Regions from separate parts of the Sus scrofa genome. Here region 2 is linked to region 1. The links are chromatin contacts, called in public Hi-C maps. All regions are on one chromosome and are shown on one strand. The core of a region is the stretch at or near the end of the contact, and the rest is flanking DNA. Distances in the headings are between cores, read along the strand shown.

Region 1 (6,739 bases), core at 1,130-3,629:
ACCTCACATTTATTTCAAGGTTTATTGTGAGCTAGGTATTATTCTTACTACTTTACATAAATACATGCACTCATTTTAACATCCTTCCAAACCCTATGAGGTAGGTACTATTACTGATATTGTTTTATAGATGAGGAAACCAAAGTGGAGAGGGACTGAGTAACTTTGACTAGCACCAGTTATGTCAGAGCCAGGACCGGATCCAAGAAAGCCTGACTCTTGGGCCAGAAATCTTGATCTTTACAGAACACTAGGTTTGATTTTTCATTCCAGTCACAATTAAGGATGGGACAGAGTGAGAGAGACAGAAGATCTTCTATTAGCAAGGTACCAAATTTTTTGATAATGCTACATCCTCAGTTATGTGAAAGGGGAGATGACATCTTGACCCCTGACACACTGAATTCTTTTTTTTTTTTTTTAAGTGGATTAAAAGACATTGTTTGGACAAAGCCAAAGAAACAAAGCTAATAAATTTCTAGCTTTTTGAAAGTTACCAAATAGTATTAGAAACAGACATTCTCATCCCTTAGCCAATCTCCATCCTTGGACAGAGAATATAATGACTGACACAGATGGTTTCTGTGTATGGGAGGAGAGGTCCTCACCAAACTGAAATGTCTCACAAGGGGGTGACTTTAAGAAGCATCTTTGTTTTTGGCAGGTTTATGGGTCTCAAAATTATGGATTCTTTCCAACTCATTCTCACCTTGATTTCATTTGGAAGTTTCCAAGCATCCACTGCCCTTAGAACAGATTTTCTATTGTATACAGAATCATTATCAAAACTGCAAATGGAAACTTTGATTTTTATAAACATAAAGCAAAGAAATGAATGTGAAATAAAAGGAAGGAGTGAGGAATGGAGTACTATGGGCTCTAATTCCATCAAATGTCCTATCATATATTCATGGAGAAATCGCTTTTCTGAGCTTAATTTTCTTCATCTGGAACATAAGAAGATCCCATGAGGAGATCTCAAATTCTGAGAAGCCATAATTCTTTAAACTAAATTATCTTCATAAAGGGTAAGACATGAGCAGTCTAGAAATTTCATTTAAATCAGGGGTTTCACATTTCCTTCCCAAGGACACTTGTGAGATCTTTTGCCACTGGACTGAAGGGGGCAGCTGAGGACCAACAACCTTATATTCTATAATTTCCACAGCGGTCTCATTTACTCCTGACGTTATTCTGCTTAGGTCCTCCGTCTTTGCTTTTTTTCCTCCTACTCTTAACCTGAGCCCCGTGCCTGGCATGTGGTAGATGATCAAAATCTCTAATAGATGGAGCGAATGAAACAGAAAAGTTTAAAGAAGATTCAGGTTGTATCTTCTTTCCTGGCATCCTAGGAGAACAGCAGTGGGAACACGGAAAGGCAACAGGTTGGCTGCATGCTCAGCAGGTTGATAAGCTGTCATCTCAGTTGTCATTGTGCCATTGGAGCCCCTTCCTCTGACCCATAAGCGTTGATGACAGACTCTCAGGTCCAGACCACTTACCTGGGCTGTGTCTCTGTTGGCATCAGGCAGCGCCATGACCATGAGGTGTAAGGCTTGAAACTGTACTTTGATGTGCGGCCCTCCTAACAAGAAAACAGAAATAACCACACATTTTGAACAATGCTGATGCATCCAGGCAGCCCTTCTTGCTGGCATCTGGTGGCACAGGAGGGCCCTGACAGCTTCCAGTGGGAGAGACTCAAGTTTTATGTCCAACATCATAAATCCATTCACTTGGACAAGGGCTTCAGTCTGTCAACTCCTCCTGAGCTCCTCAGGATGCCAATGTAGAGGCAGGTGGCCAAGGAGGTCCTCAAAATAGCTCTGGATCTACATAACACTTCTCCTTGCAAAGTACTTGTTTTACTTTTATGCTACAAACAGCGAGCATGAAGTTCAATTCAGGAGAAAATAAATCTTGCTTCCATAGAAAGAAGCAGCAGCATAATTATTACGAACACAGATTCTAGAACCAGATTCAAATCCTGCGTCTATTACTTCATCACTGAGTGACCTGGGCAGGCTATTTAACCATTCATTGCTTCTATGTTATGATCTGTAAAATGGGAATAGTCACCAGACCCACCTCACTGGACTGTTAGGAAGACTGAGTTAATGTCTAGAGTGTTTCCACAAGTGCCTGTACACAGTCCCCTCTCTATGTGTATGCTCTTGTTATTATGATCAATGATGCTTATTTTGGATCTAAAATGAACATCAAGGGAAAGTGACCGTAGTTAGAGCTAAGGAGATTCTTGAGTAGTTTATTCCCTGGCAGTGACAGAAGATGGCGCCAGAGGGTTGGCCTTCTGCTACTGTGTGTTCTCAATACTGGCTCTTCCTCTTTTAGGGAGAGGATCTTAGGAATTCCATCCACAACTGGATAATCCACAACCAGCTGTGCTGAAAATGTAGGGTATATTTGAGCATGGGGCTTTGCCTGGTCTCTGTGTTCTCTTCAAAATGGTCTCAGGGTGGGGAGTTTCTGGAGGGAGGGGTTATGTTCCGCAATCTCTGGGGAGGTCTCAAGTTGACGGAAAACCTGTCAATTTACAGTCAATGGATCAAGGCAGCCAGCTGCCTATAGAGCTCCTTAGTTACAGTAGTGGAAACACTCCTGTGACAAGTGACTAGGTCACAGGAGGTCACGTGCACTCAAGTGAGGCGTAAAGGACTGGCGTATGTCACCACGTAATGAAGGAACATCTGGGAGGAGTATTTATAGGCTCACATTGTATACTTTCAGCACAATCCCCAAGTGGATTTCTAAACATTTATGTCAAATTTGTAAACAAAAATGACACAGGTCCAGGATGTTTTTGAAAATGGCTAATGCATGCTGACGTGAGTTTGCCTGATTAACAGGCGCTATCAGAAGCATAGCTCAGTACAAAGCATGTGGGGAGACATGAGACATTATTTTAATGCATAAATCGCAGACTAAGGGCTGTCTATAATTTTTCAATGGTGCCCCCAAAAAGCCTCTGGGGGGAACAATAGATGCAGAGGCAGGCTCTGTACTTGCATTAATTTCAGATCAACTGTGAAATTTCCCTTAAGACAAAAAATCTAAACTGGCAAATAATCCATTTTCATTTTATTTAGGAAACCTAGCTTTACACTGTTTTGTGGTTAATAGTTTTGCAGTTAATTCATTTACTGCATCCTAGTTAAGAGTCTTTTTTATTCCCCCTGCGGTCATTATTTTCCCAGAAAGTTATTAAACTTCTCATGAAAGTACCTCAGGTTTGATTGATGAACTCTTAGTCTTTTAATTTTATGAGCACTTTTTGGACCATGTTTGAAAAGAGAAAGTAATTATACCACTGGAAAAGACTCTACATTCCTGAACTCTGTTTCAGAGTAAAAATAGGGGCAGCTTAAACACACACATGTGCATGGTTCTTCCTTTCAGAAAATCTTGTTCCAAGGAGAGCTCACTCCAGGTGGCAAAAAAAGGCCATCTTCCCCGCTGGTAGGAGCCCAGAACTTTGGGCTTCCTGTGGGGTTGGCTGGGATGAAATCAATCGCTGCAATATAGTATTTTTTCACTTTCAAAGTCATAAAAGAAATGTGGGGAGTCCCCGTCGTGGCACAGTGGTTAACAAATCCGACTAGGAACCATGAAGTGGTGGGTTCGATCCCTTGCCTCACTCAGTGGGTTAAGGATCCAGTGTTGCTGTGAGCTGTGGTGTAGGTTGCAGACGTGGCTCGGATCCCGAGTTGCTGTGGCTCTGGTGTAGGCTGGTGGCTACAGCTCTGATTACACCCCCTAGCCTAGGAACCTCCATTTGCCGCAGGAGCGGCCCTAGAAAAGGCAAAAAAAAAAAAAAAAAAGAAAGAAAGAAATGTGGATGTGGACTCTCCTATGAACCTTTTCAGGATATATTCCAGATTTTCTCTTCTCATTGAAGTATACCGGCTTCAATCTCTGGATAATGATATTAAGAAAAACTAATTTAAATATGGTCTTCTTCTTGAATAGGATTTTCTGAATAGGTCTTTCATGGGAGATTTGACTTCTCCTTGTATAATTCCATAAGAGCAAAAGAAAAAAGAGAAACAAAAACAAAAAACATCTTCTGTGGCATCAACTTGTTTTGATGAGTTGTTGAGCACATCAAGGTAATTTCTACAGCCCATTTTCTAGAAGAGGAAACTTCACAGAAGATGCTATGTTCTTTTGACTTTATAAACAAAGGCAGGACGTTCTTCTTCTAATATGGCTGAGGAAGCTCCTCCCCAATCAATCCTCTTTAAGACCACGATAAACTCTGGACAAAGTTCAAAGGACAACCACCTGAAGCACTGGCGAATGAACAAAAGCAGGCAGATTTAGGAGAGGATTGGACACTTGGAATTAGGGAATGGCACAGGGAGAGTTTCGCTTTTTTTTTTTTTTTTTTTTTTTTTGTCTTTTTGCCATTTCTTGGGCCGCTCCCGCGGCATATGGAGGTTCCAAGGCTAGGGGTCGAATCGGAGCTATAGCCGCCAGCCTACGCCGCAGCTACAGCAACGTGGGATCCGAGCCTCGTCTGTGACCTACACCACAGCTCACGGCAACGCTGGATCCTTAACCCGCTGCGCAAGGCCAGGGATCGAACCTGCAACCTTACGGTTCCTAGTCAGATTCATTAACCACTGAGCCATGACGGGAACTCCTGTTTCTGGCTTTTAATTTGTGGTCATGCCATAGATGGTGCTACACGAGGTGCCAAAAATTCCAAAAGAAAACCATAGTTTTTCTTGCCTGGACAACTACCAGACAGGGGTCAGGATGACCACAGTCATTGGGAATTTATGGGGAGTCCTGGAAAAGAAAGGTCAAGAAATAGAAGGCCCTAAATCTAGTATAAAATCCACCCAAATCTTGGCCCACCCCATAAACTATGCCTCTGTGGAGTACCACAGGTAAGGAGTGAACAGCAAATTATCTGCTTCAATACAAAAAAACCCAAACAAACCAAGCAAAAAACCCTACTCTTTGGAGAAATATCACAGAATGCAGAGTCTCCAAAATATTCACAATGTTTTGGATTCAGCTTAAACTTACTTTGACATAAACAGTGACAATCAATAGAGACCAAGCCTCAGATGACTCAAATGTTGCAACTAGCAGACAAGGATGCTGAAGCAGCTATCATAACTGTGCCCAATGATGGAAGGGAAAATATGCTTATATTGAATGACGGGAGTTACCGTTGTGGCTCAGCAGTAATGAACCTGACCAGTATGCATGAGGACGCAGGTTCGATCCCTTGCCTTGGTCAGTGGCTTCAGGATCCGGTGTTGCTGTGAGCTGTGGTGTAGGTTGCAGATGCAGCTTGGATCCCACATTGCTGTGGCGTAGCCCGTCAGCTGTAGCACCGATTCGACCCCTAGCCTGGGAACCTCCATATGCTGTAGGTGTGCTCCGCCCAGGCAAAAAAAAAAAAAAGAAAAAAATGAAAAGATAATGCAATCGCAGCAGGTAAATAAAAAATAGTTTAACAGTAGCAACTGGACATTCTGTAACTGCAAATATACAATATCTGAAATAAAAAAAAGAATGAAAATAATTCATTGTTTCTCTTAAACATATTATAGTACATATTATTATTATTATTATTTTATTTTTTGTCTTTTGCCTTTTCTAGGGCCGCTCCTGTGGTATAGTACATATTAAAAAGAAAAGAGATACAGGTCACAGCATGTCAGTTAAAACTTAGATAAGGACTCTGTCTTATATTCTCTTCTCTGAAGACACATATGGTTATTTTACGGATCTTGTTCAGTAAAAATTTCAAAGATCTAGAACCTACTAATTTTTAGGACCAATTCTGACATACAACTTAGAATCTGACTATTATTTTCTTTCATTGTGGTTTTAAAGATTCAATAGTTCTGGTCAACCTGCAGAAGAGTGCAAACTGGCAGATACAGATAACGCCTATTAGGCTCATATAGTGTTTTCAAATTTGAACTTCTGGCTGATATTTTCAAATTAAGAGCTTTTGCACTAAAGCTTGGATTTGGCTCCCATTCTGCATGGTACCATCACCTACAGCTGAGCAGTGGCCAGCCTCTTCATACGAGATACAGCCTCCTAGTCTGGCCACAGTCCCTTTTCTGTCCATACAGAACCACCCATTACTTAATGTGCTTATACATATTTAGGCTTGTGATGCCTGCATTCCTCAGGTGAGTACTCCATTCTACTTTGCTAAATTTCTCTTGTCACACCTTCTACAATATTCAATCTTTAGGCTGAGGCCATGCCAAATTATTCCTTGACTGCCAAATTCAACATACACTGTCCAGTTTCTATGCTTTTATTCAAGGACCCCCCTAAAGCCTCATCTATGTGACTTTGTAACTTTCAGAAACACTATTCCATACTGCAATTTTCAAAGACAAAACACCTTCTGTGCAGCACTTATTGCATGCTACATTATCAGACCCAGGACCTCGGATTTAAGGATGGGAGAAATCTTAGAATTTTTGAAGGACTATTCTATACCAGACAGTATCCTAGATGTCTTCATTCAATACCCACAACGACCCTGACAAGCAGTTATTATCTGTAATTTACAGGTGCAGCAATGAAGCTCAGAAAGGGTGACTGCATGGGTAACAGATGGTTGAGCAGGAATTTGCATTTCAAGAGCCTTGGTCTGTCTGTAACCCTCTCTGCCACTTAATGATTATAAAACCCTCTAAATCAAATCTACGAGACTTAGATATATAAACATATAAAG
Region 2 (6,352 bases), core at 3,220-5,719, 130 kb after region 1:
TACCACTCTGAGACTCAACATCCTCACTGAAAAGTGAGAGGTTGTAATTAGTGAAACCCCTGGTTCCTTTCAGTTTTACATATTCTACAGAATAAATTCTCTGTATTTTGCTTGCAAAACAGGCTTAAGTGTTAAGTGTTAGGCAGACAGTTCCCTAGTAGAAATCAAACAATCCTAAGCAGGATAGCAAAGGAAAATGGACGGGCCAAAGGAAGACAAAGCAAACTGAGCAAGAGCCACAAATAAAAATGCTTACTTCCCAATTCTGCCTGGGCCCATCATGGAGCGATGTCTCTAGATTCTGATATTGTGATGGTTTTAAGTGAAACCTGCTCCCTTGCCTAGCCCCTCTTTTATGCAACAGCCAAGGCCTGTGGGACAGCTGGATAACAATCAGGTACAATAATAAAATAAAATCACTGAAGGGTCTACAAACATTTTTACCACTTTCAGACTCTGATGAAATGATGTATTAGAATCACAAAGCCATTACTTCAGGTAAGGGAAAGCAGACACAAAACCATATACATTTTTTTCCCTCAACTTTTAAAATTATTAAGGTACTATAATCTCTAAATAAAGGCCTGTTTTGTTTGGAAATATGTCTTCAGAAATCCTGGAGATCTTTAGGGTCATTGCCATTATACAAATTTCCCTCCACAGTAATGGATGAGAGAGTGAGTTGCAAGAGAAAGGAGAAGGCAGGGGTTGGGGAGAGGGCTGGGGCAGGGTTTCTTGGCCTCCACGCCCATTTCCCTCACATTCTTGCACTATGCCATCTGATACCTCAGTTTGGGAACCTAGCCTTCCATAAAAACTCAAAAGGAAAAAAATGAGGAAATAGCCAAAACAGGTTTTTCTCCTTAAATTCTGGGTATGTGTTACTGGATTATTAAAAAACAGAGAAAATATACAACAACATGTTTCTTGGAAGTCTCTGCTTTATTTAAATTGTATTAAATTTATTCTAATTTTATATCAATATAAATAGAAGTATTAAATTCTGCACATATGATATTAATAAATTCTTCTTTCAAAAAATCTAGTTATTAATAAAGGTTCTGTTTTAAACCTGAACAACAAATAATAAAGTGCCATGGCATTCTTAAACAGTATCTAACATTTCTATTAATCGGGCTACCAATCTATAATCATCTGAAAAATAAAAATCAGTTCTGCTTATTGGACAGATTCTATTTCTTCGAAGCAAAGCTGAAAAACACATATCTTACTGATACAGTATCTTAACTTTGGTAGCTTGTTTGAAATAAAGCACTTTACTTTAGAGCTATCAAAGGCACGAAATTAGACAGCAATACACGCTGACTGCATAGACAGTGTAAATACCCAAGACATCATTCAAATAAGCAAAGTTAAACGAGAAGGGGAAAAGCGTTATTATAAAATTAGTACAGGACTGAGCCCAAATTTTGGTTAAAAATCCAGGATTATCTAATTACCTTCATTTCCAACTTAATAATAGAGGAAAAAGGAATTTAAGTGTTAGAAGAGACCCTTAGAGATCAACTAATGGAAGCCCTTCATTATCCTAATGAAGAAACCGGGCATGTAAATGAGTTTGGTTTGACCCGCGTCATTTTACCCAAAGTGCACATTAAGTGGTCTCCACCCTCCCTGGCTGGTCTCATATTCCCCAGTCTCAGCATACCAGCAACTGTGGCTACATGGCTGACCCTTTTCCTCAGGCTGGTTCTTTTGCCAAAACACTCTTCCCACTCTCATTCCTCCTCCTGACTCACGCTCATTCTTTAAGACTTCATCTAGTTATGACTCTGCCCAGATGCTTTCTTTAACCCCTTTCTCACTCTCACCAGTTTAAGCCCCAAGCGTCCGTTACACCTCCTGTACTTTTCTGAAGCACCTCATGCTATTTCTCTCAGGCATTCTTTCAACCATTCAAATCCTGAGCGTCCACTCAGGGCCGGTGAGCTAATGCTGGGGAGACACGGTTTCTGCCCTCAAGGAGCTGAACTTCAGATGTAGCTGGAACACCTGTTAACAGTCCCTCCATTCTCACTGAAGGACTACTAACCGTTTTTTGCAGGCTCAGAACCTAAGAAAGTATTTGGCACAAGGAGGCTCAATAGGTGGTTGTTCAATTTCACTTTTACTAGAAAAATCTAGAGTTACGTTCTCCCTGTTTTAATGAGTGAAATGACCCTTAAGCAAAATTTAATCTTTGAAACAACGCAGGGTATATTTACTTTCTATTAATTATCCATGCAGCTCTCAGTTTTACGTGTCACGGCATGTTTATTTATAGTCTTTACCAGTTTGATTTTTATTAATTATTCTTTACTTCATAGCATGTTACCAAGAGTTTATGTTATCCTATGACTAAAGGCTAACTTAGTAGATTCTGGGAAAGCAGATAGTATGTAAGGTCACAACAGTGTATTCCCCAACACAACCTCAATTCAAGATTTCTAATATTTCTAGGGTCAAAAAATAACAGCAAAATTATGAAAATAGCATCCTGTATTTGATGGGAATATTACCTTTACTATTATTTAATGAATTATTATTTTTTAATAATTAATTTACTATTATTTCAATAAACATGTATGTACCTGGCACTGAGTTAGGCCAGGGACACTGAGATGACTAAGATATGGTCCTGGACATCAACAAACTCTTCCTTGTTAGAAAGGTCAGCTATGTAAGTAACACTAGTAGGTAGTGGGACAAGTGCCACACTAGCAATACTAGGGGAAGGTATGAGGTAGAGAAGGTATAAAGGTGGAGGGGACCAATCTGCTTCAGGAGGAGGCAGTCAGGGAAGACTTCACAAAGGAAGTGATGCTCAGATTTTGGAAGACTTCCCTAATAGCTTCTTAACCCAAGGAGAGGTCCATTTCCATTTCACTATGTTTACTCAGCCATCATTTGTTAAGACATTACTGAGTGCCAGGCCCTTTAATGGAGGGGGTGGGGGGCAGTTAAGGGTTCAGCAATGAAGAAAACAGACAATGCTCCTGGCCCAGAAGTGCTGACAAACTATTGTAGGGCCGGTGACAAACGTTCATCCTATATGCAAAAATGCTAGCACAGAATTATAAGTAGGAGACTAAATGTGTCTCGTCTTTTAGAAATGCTAGGTTTCTTTCTTCACTTTTAGCCAATTTTCAGTTCTTTTTGCTAAGTTTTAAAAGCTCTTCCCTTCACTGTGCCTTTCTCTCTCTTGACCTTCCCATAAGCTAAGCTTTTACAAAGGGTTCAACTTGCTCCCTCTGTTTCTTTACCTCAAATTTACTCTTCAACCTACAACAGACCAGCTTACCTTTCTTCCCTCCATTAAACCCAAGCCAGCTAAGATCTTAGTGTTATCCACACTACGAATCCAGTGGACGACTTTTAGTCTTGACCTTACTGGTCATTTAGCTTCCTTGCTATGGCTGTCCACTCCTTCCGAGCCCAAGGCTTTGGCTTCCAGAATGCTCCTGTCCCTCTTAGCTTTATCAGAGGCTCCCAAACTCTGCCGCTCCCTCACTGGCACTGCTCCCTGGGTTTCCATCTTTGCTATCTCTGTAGAGACTCTATTCTTTCCTGCCACATCTCAACCAGTCCCAGTCTTAACTATCTCTCAGATACTTAAGTCTCCCAGGAATAAACAGCATAGATATATTTCAGCCTTGAGATCCCTCCCAAGCTTCCAAGATGTTCAGCCAACTATCAGCTGGGCATATACACTGAGCTCAACATTTCATAGGCTAAACTTCCCCCATCCACAATATGCTCGTCTATCAGAATTCCCAATTTAAGTTAATAACACTCCAAGACAAAAACCCAAGATTTTTTTCCTGATCTCCAGTATTCATTTAATCACCAAATCATACCCACTTCATTGCTTGTTTTCCCCATAGACTCCATTACTCTCCTCCATCCATATTGGAACCATCCTAGTCTAGGCTCTCAGCATCTTCACTTGAACAATGGCATTGGCCTTCCAAATCACTTCTCATCCCCCAAGTCATGGTGGCCCTTAAAACCATCTTTTAGACGCTAGAGAAATAAACACACAGGGGGATCCTGGAGCAGAATAAGCAAACAGTTATAAAATCACATTTTTTATTTTATGAATTTGAATTCAATAGTTCTGAAATCAGATTAAAAGAGTAATGATCTGAATTGGGTATGAGCAGAGTGGGAATGGAAGAGACAGAAGAGAGAATAAATCAGGGTAATATTTGATTAACTGAAGACAATTCCTTCTTAAGACACATTAGAAAGTCCTCTGAGTAGCCAAGTACTTCCATGAACTCTAAAGAGAATTGGTGCTAATTTTTTTACCTCCTACATTAAGAACTATTTTAGCGTCTGGAAAAGAGAAGTATCATGTTTGTTTAGGATTGGTATAATTGAAATCAGCTTCCCTTGGGCTTCTTCTAAGCAATGACTCATGTTGTTTTAGCTGGTGTTGACTCACTGCCCCGCAAAGGATGACACAGCTCTAAACAGGCAGAGCATGGCCTGCTTTTTCCAATTACACGCTCCCAGCAACTAAAGAGGTGGGAGTCCTCGGGAGTGGAACTTTCTGCAACTAAGCACAATTTTGATTTTACAAAAAACAGTTGCCAAGTCGACCTTGTAATCACTGAGTTTATAAGGGAGGAGGAAAGAAGTTAAGTTGTGGTATGCTAAAAATCACGGGGGCCAGGCAGCCTCTGTTTTTTGCAAAACAGAATCTGCGGAAACTTACAGTCAGCTCTTTTCCCATTTAATTGCTTACTCTATTGAGGTCAGAAATGTTTTTCTTTAAGATGCCAATGAAAAGTCACAGCAAGTGTGTTTCCGAGACTCTCCAAGTTACGTTTGGTGAGATAACGTGCATGGGGAGCTGGAAGAGTATTTGAAAGGAAGCAAAGGAAATGTCATGCTCATAACAGTCCCTACCTTTTCTCCAGTTCTAGACCCTTAATGTTCTCCCATCAAGGAGCTAGTTTTCCCTTCCTCCATGTTCTCCTTGCTGTTGTTCCAGAACACACTAGTCCATGCTGTGGCCTGAGAGGGCTCGGAGGTAATGGAAGCAAGTGACCAGGTGCCAGCAGAACAAATTCAGAGCCTGGCTCAGCAAGCTGGTCATTCTTTATGGGGTCTTCAGCAAGACACTTTCTTTCTTTCTTTCTTTCTCTTTCTTTCTTTCTTTCTTTCTTTGGCCATGCCCATAGCATGCAGCAGTTCCCTGGTCATCAATGGAACCTGAGCCACAGTAGCAACCCCAGCCACTGCAGTGACACCAGATCCTTAACCCATTGCACCACAAGAGAAGTCCTATACTTTGCTTCCCAGCTGTACCACAGAGATTAGTCCTTACTTATTACTGGTGTTTCAAGATGCTTAGTTCCTATTAGTAATACACTCTGGACAACCTGGTTGATTAAGAATAGTTAGAGAAGACTTTTAAAGACATGGCAGTTAGCAGAGAAGCCCCAACCACACTGTTTATATATAACTAAAATGACTGTCTCGTCTCTGTAGTTGCGGTATTCTAAAACCAAAGTTTATCAAAATGAATGCCTTGGAAGATGAACACAAGTGCCCACGCCCTGGAGGCCACTCTGATTCTGACTTCTCCAGAAGATTCAAGTTCAGACTACAACAGGCCCTGGATTTATTTCTAATCAGAAATCCTTGAAGCCCAACTTAGGTTCAGCATTTCCTGTGGGTACAAGATCACTGATAAGTAGGGACCAGGCTCAGGTTTATGGGAGACCAGGGAAGGCTTGAAGTCTGGACTGCATTGCACCACCTCGCTCAACTTATCCTAAATTTCTAAGCCACGTGTAGAACAGAACTGCTCTTCACATGGGCATGGTCCAGGACTGGCTTGTCCCTTAGTTGGCCTCAAAATCAAGATAAGGTGAAAACTCAATTAAATATTTGGAGAGAAAAGAGGAAAACCCCATTAATTCTCACAGGGCATAGCTTAACCTGCATTAAGAACTGTTATACTGGAGTTCCCATTATGGCGCAGTGGAAACGAATACGACCAGGAACCATGAAGTTGCGGGTTCAATTCCTGGTCTCACTCACTGGGTTAAGGATCCAGTGTTGCCATAAGCTGTGGTGTAGATCGCAGTCATGGCTTGGATCCTGTGTGGCTGTGGCTGTGGCTGTGGCTGGCAGCTGCAGCTCCAACTGGATCCCTAGCCTGGGAACCTTCCATACACTACAGGAGCAGCCCTAAAAAGCAAAAAAAAAAAAAAAGGAACTGTTATATCACAAATCACATGGAAGAAACGAAGTGAAAGATGTGTGTTTAGCTACAGACATCTACCTTAGTAGTTAAAGAAAGCAATTAATAAAATAAAATGAAAAATTCTAAGAACAG

Evidence for each region. A called contact is a pair of places that touch in the nucleus more often than the background predicts.
Region 2: a contact with region 1 is called in a Hi-C map of embryonic fibroblasts, with 2.0 times the contacts expected there. The contact joins two enhancer-like sites. A contact is called at or near these places in 5 of 47 Hi-C or Micro-C datasets (alveolar macrophages, embryonic fibroblasts, fetal skeletal muscle and 2 more) and 1 of 2 datasets of contacts at active chromatin or transcription factors (skeletal muscle).

Annotation. Positions count from the first base shown.
Region 1 is chr6:100,513,857-100,520,595 of Sscrofa11.1, forward strand. It overlaps ARHGAP28 (rho GTPase-activating protein 28), which reads right to left. Exons shown (of 20, transcript XM_021096082.1): 14 at 1,503-1,585. Among named protein-coding and RNA genes, the nearest start is that of ARHGAP28, 160 kb to the right of the region's middle. Within about 2 kb of position 2,380, at least 5 of the 83 cell types and tissues checked have an H3K27ac peak or open chromatin away from gene starts, as enhancers often do. A contact at or near this core is called in embryonic fibroblasts, where this site is marked.
Region 2 is chr6:100,643,147-100,649,498 of Sscrofa11.1, forward strand. All of the region lies in intron 1 of ARHGAP28 (rho GTPase-activating protein 28), which reads right to left. Among named protein-coding and RNA genes, the nearest start is that of ARHGAP28, 35 kb to the right of the region's middle. Within about 2 kb of position 4,470, at least 17 of the 83 cell types and tissues checked have an H3K27ac peak or open chromatin away from gene starts, as enhancers often do. A contact at or near this core is called in embryonic fibroblasts, where this site is marked.